Linked DNA regions of Mus musculus: region 2 is linked to region 1. A link is a contact called in public Hi-C data. All regions are on one chromosome and are shown on one strand. The core of a region is the stretch at or near the end of the contact, and the rest is flanking DNA. Distances in the headings are between cores, read along the strand shown.

Region 1 (2,688 bases), core at 129-2,628:
ATCCTGACACTCCCTCTTACTCTGTAGTTCATGATGAGAGTAACATCATGAATTATACCTGAGGATGCCTTACTATATGGTACTGCATGAGGAGAAGTCTTATGAGTGAAATAGACTTACTTCATCTAGGTAAAGTTCATGTATATATCTTTTTTCATTATCTGATTAGTACAGGTAGTTAAACCCATCCTAAAAACAAGAAAACAATACTGAGTTTTTTATATTGTTAACAATATTTTTGATGTAAGAATGCTTGCCTTGAGTATGTGTAACTCAGGTCATTCACCCAAATACCATTTAGACAGACATAGTCTCCGGTTTTCTTTGCATAGTTCTGTTGTTTCCTATGCTCTCGTAAGGCAGGCACTGAGCTCACATGTCTTATTTTTTTCCTTCTCTGGGTTTTAAGTAGAGTGGGAATTGGCTGTCTCTGGGGGACGGCAAGGGGAGGGGGGCTGGTTTTTAATTCCCAGCCCAGGAGTTTCTAAGTAATCAAAACTCTGGACAATTAAAAATTGATAATAGATGTTTCTCCCACCAAGCCCTGCTTACGGTATGTCACTATGAACGGTCCTAGAGGCATCGTGACAGTGCTTTCCTATGACTGGGTGATCAAAGGGTAGCATGCAAAAGAAGAAAAAGCTTTCAGCTTAAACTAAGTTTGCATTGGCCTACTGGAACTAAACACAGTTATTTCATATCTTGATGTAATGCTCCTTTCTGTGCTGGTTTAAACACGTGCCTGTGGAGAGACAGATTATGATCATCAGTGTGCAGGAAATCTCTGGGTGTTTGCACCTCTAAACTCAAGACTCTCTGGGGCTTACGGTGGCATGGTGGCTTTTATACAGGTGTGTAGGTAGCAGGCTGTCGAATTTCCCATGCCAGTCTATTCATAATAAGATAGCTAGGGATTGAACTGAGGAGGTAAAACACCAAAGCCACCCAGTTGCAGAACAAAAAATGCCAGCCTGATTTACACCAATAACCCCAGCGTTTTGAGATACCGAGGCAGATGGATCAGGAGTTTTGAGACTATCCTGGGCCACATAATGAATCCTGTCTTTGAAAGATTTTAAAACATATACATACAAAAGAACAACAAATATGTGAGAAGGAGAGTTAAAAATAAGCTTCTAAGGTCTTTAGACATAGCCCCTAGCCATGAGTCTGTCTCAGACAGTGTGGCTAATGCTACCTAAGATTCAAGGACTCAAAGGCTGAGAGACCATGTGCAGTGACTGAGGGTGGAGTGGCTTCTCCCTAATCTCCTAGAGTCAGATGGAAGGTTACTGATTGCACATGCCCTTCTCCTCGCTCACAAAGAGCCTTGCTCTCTAGACTTGCACGACTGCCCATTGCCGCTCACAGGCTTTGCATGCTGCCCTCATTTATCTCATGGGAACAACTGTTGCATGGCAGAGCTCTGGTAATGTGCTGTGCAAAGAGCCAGTAGCAGGCACAGGCACTTGTGACAGCCAGTGAGCAGAGAGCACACAGCAGGCTTGTAGCTAGTGCCCAGATGTTCTGCTCATGTGTTATATAGGAGTTTTCTGCTGCCTTATTAATATTGTTTTTCTTTTTTCCCTTTCTCTGATAAATTCCTTTAACTTTTCCTCACCTTCTGTTCGACAATAGCCGTGGAGGGTAAGCACATCATATCTGTGTGTCTGTCTGGCTCGCTTTATCACATCCAGTTCTCTGCATGTGACTCTGGACTACCATGTGGCTAGCCCTGTGGGAGGGCACACTTGCTTTGTTTGTCACCTCTCATGACTGACAAATGCCAAGAAGAGTACTTGTAGTTTTCAGAGACTGGTACATAACCAAGTTTGCAGTGAAATTAGACATAACTGTCTGTTCCACTGTGCATGGCCAAGGCATCCAGAAATCTCGTGTAGCCTGAGGGCCATAACAGACCTATAATTGATAGTTGTTATACAGTTTAATCTTTGTAAAATACACACACATGACTTGAATTTTGAAACACTACTCAGCCTTTCCTAGGAGCTCTGTGTCATTCTGCCCTCAGCACTCAGGATACAGTAGGTAGTACCTGTGGCATGCCTCTGCACAGGACCTAGGTACATGTTTACATCTGAGGCTTCATATGCTCATCCTCATTGCTACTTGAGCCAAGCCCTGCCAGCCTTGGTTTACCCAGCTGGCAGCATAGAACTGGCAGGAGGTCACTTCTCTGCCACTAGAACATGAGTAGCTTTATGCAAGGAAATGGTGTCTGCCTAAAGCAGATGCTTCTGGGTCTGCATTATCATCATGAAAAGAGCACTTTGCTGTTGATGTGTGAAGGCAGCTTAGAACCAGCAGAGATGTTTAGCATTGATGCTAAGTGTGTGATCACTCAGCGGTGCCGTGGTAGCTTTCCCTAAGATTGGATAATTCTTGGTTGTAAATTCCGTGGGTTGTTCCCCTTGTGAATGACTTGGGAGTATGGGGTGCTTAATTGCTTCTCTGAATCTCGAGACTTTAGTGCATATCATGGTTTCTCAATTCCTTTAACTGAGCTCAAAGTTAGACGACATCACTGCCTTGTGTGTTGTTCCTTGGGTGACTTGCTTTATTGTCGTCCTCAAACTGAACCATGCCTGAACAAACAAGAAAATCTTATTACCTTCTGTATCTGCTTTGATCTCTTTTAAAGACCCTTTAACTTAATTGTGGTGATAC
Region 2 (2,688 bases), core at 101-2,600, 260 kb before region 1:
CAGATGTTTGTCATTTAAGCCATTCGGCCTGAGTACATTATCGTGGCAGCTGGAGCTAGTTCAGGGAAGGAAGAACCGGTCAAGGTGAGAATGGCCAAGAGAAACACTGGTGCCTGGGCTTTGTTTCTGTTGCAGTGATAAAGTATCCTGATAAAAAGCAACTTAGGGGAGAGGGGTTTATGTGACTTACACTTCCAGGCCTCTACCCATTATTGTGAGGGAGTCAAGGCAGGAACTTAAGGTGCCATATTCACAGTCAAGAGCAGAGAGAATAAACACACGTACACTTGCTCACTTGCTCTCACCTAGCTTTCTCCTCTTATACTGTTTAGGGTCCTTTGCTAGGGAATGGTGCTGCCCATAATGGGCTAGGTCTTCCTATACTTACTAAAGACCAAGACAGTCCTCCACAGACAAGCTTACCAGCCAACCTAATCCAGATAATTTGGGACTGGAGAGGTGGCTCGGTGGTTAAGAGCACTGGCTGCTTGCTCTTCCAGAGGACCCAGGTTTTGTCCTCACACCCACAAGGAGATTTAGAACTGTCTGTAAATTCAAGTTCCAGGAAATCTAGTGCCCTCTTCTAGCCTCCACCAGTGCCAGGAAAGTAGACAGTACGTAGGTAAAACACTCATACGCAACAACAAAAAAAGTAAGTAAATGTTTAACAGCCAAGAATAGTAGGGTATGCCCTTAATTGTTAGCACTCAGGAGGCAGAGGCAGGCAGCTATCAGTGAGTTCAGTCAGCCAAGGCTACAAAGTGAGACCGTGTCTCAAAAGGTAAAACAAACAAATGAAACAACCAATTAGTTCTGACTCCATGTTTCAACCACAGCCTGGGCCTGGATTTAGAGCTCCCTGGGTACCAGGCTGTGGGAGCTCTTGGGTAAAGGACAATGTCTAGCCAATGGGCACACTCACACGCGCGCGCGCGCACACACACACACACACACACACACACACACACACACACACACACCCCTTTGCCTCAAAGTCACACCTTGTGCCCTCGACTCTCTCCAGGACTCACCTAGACTCAGTCTGGCCACTCTGAGGTCACTGCCTTTGTAATGTCCCCTGAGTGACAAAATGAGCTCGTAGTAGCTTGATAGCGTCTGCAGGAATCATGTCTACGCGTGACCTTGGAACATGACCTTATTTGGAGCTAGAGACTTTTCAGCTGCAGTGACGTAAGCTGAGACCACCCTGGATTCTGCTGTCCCGGTGTGAAGAGGAGAGACACAGAGGAAAGGTGAAGTGCGAACCAGAGTGACAGCCACAGTCTAGGAAGGCCCCGAGCCTCTCAGAGCTAGAACAAACAGAAGAACCGTCTCCCGGAACCTCAGGCTGGAGGGAGGCCCAGTCCTTTGCCTCACAGAGAATAAATTTCTGTGTTCAGTCTGTGGTAGTGACTTTTTTTTTTTTTTTAACAGCAGCTGTAAAAGCAATGTGTGGCTCAGGTGATTTCCTGCTTTGACTCCATTCTCAAAACAGCACAAAGTCCCAGGTTGAGGGCTGTGCAGTAAAAAGGGAAGGGTGGGTCTGAGGAGAGAGGCTCAAACCCTTCCCCTACAGTGACTCTCCCTCGCTTCTCCCTGAGGCCCGTGTCTGCCTCACATGGCACTTCATTCACTGGCCTAAAAGACTTTTTTTTTGCTTAAAATGTACCGTCCTCACTTGGGTCCACAGGTGACTGACAGCAGGGTGAGAGGGTGGCCTCTATGCCTGTGTGTTGGATCTGTCTCCTTTACTTTGGCTCCCCTGGACAGCTCAACATCTTAGTGGCTCCATAACCTATTTCATCTCTCTTCAAGACAGAAGTCACAGCTCCCAAACCCGTAGTCATTTTGGATTCCAGGGCCCACAGAGCTTCACAGGATGGAGGGTGCACCTTCAGAGAGGGCAGTTATCAGAGAGGGCAAGGCTGGAGCAGGAGCAATCAACTCCTAAGAGCCAGTGTGTCCCCACAGCAATAAGGACTTCCCCAGACCATCTTGCAGGGCCTGTGATGGACAGTGGTAGGCAGGACCACATCTAGACGGCAGTACTGAGAGATACACACCTTCTGTCCCCACCCCACCCCAGAGACTCTATTCAAACCTAAAGCTCACTGGACCCTTTGTCTGTCCTTCCAGCATGGCCACATAGTTAAATACCTTCCCTCTGCCTTTATCACTGTCTCTTTAATTGTGGGATAGTGGCCTTTGGGACTGCCAGAGTAGAGCTTTTACCCTAAATTCCTTGCCATACTGTTAGACAGGACTTGTTACCATAGGGACATTGAGGCAATCTTGTGACTAAGTTCATTCTGACAGGCCATCTTGGCCTTGTGGAAACTTCCAAACTGACTGAGGGACCATCCAAGGACTCCCCACAGCTTCTTCCCTCACTCCAGCCGTCTCTTAATCACTTTGGGCATCTGCCTCCCGTGAGAACTTGCAAGTCCTGCCCCAGGACAGGTTGGTCTCCAGTATCACCACAGCCAACTACCCATCTTGTTATTCTATTACAGATGCTCAGAGAGGGGAAGCAATGTGGCCAGGGCAGCCTACTCATGTAATTCCCCTAGGCTAAGATAGGGAGGATGTAGTCTGAGCTGCTGCCCCACCCCAGCAGGCAGCTGCAGGCTCTGCTGGTTGCCATGGTGCTGGGGGAGGAGGAACAGATTCCAAAGCCGCATCCAAAAA

What was found. A called contact is a pair of places that touch in the nucleus more often than the background predicts.
Region 2: a Hi-C map of the P5424 cell line shows a contact between it and region 1, with 5 times the contacts expected there. A contact is called at or near these places in 34 of 484 Hi-C or Micro-C datasets (the 4T1 cell line, B cells, the BV-2 cell line and 23 more), 3 of 130 datasets of targeted methods (astrocytes, epiblast stem cells and stem cell-derived epiblast-like cells) and 2 of 9 other capture datasets (embryonic stem cells and pancreatic islet).

Annotation. Positions count from the first base shown.
Region 1 is chr15:73,210,946-73,213,633 of GRCm38.p6, reverse strand. Ptk2 (PTK2 protein tyrosine kinase 2) reads left to right here. Exons shown (of 35, transcript NM_001358046.1): 32 at 1,639-1,647. Among named protein-coding and RNA genes, the nearest start is that of Ago2, 27 kb to the right of the region's middle.
Region 2 is chr15:73,466,728-73,469,415 of GRCm38.p6, reverse strand. No RefSeq gene overlaps it. Among named protein-coding and RNA genes, the nearest start is that of Dennd3, 44 kb to the left of the region's middle.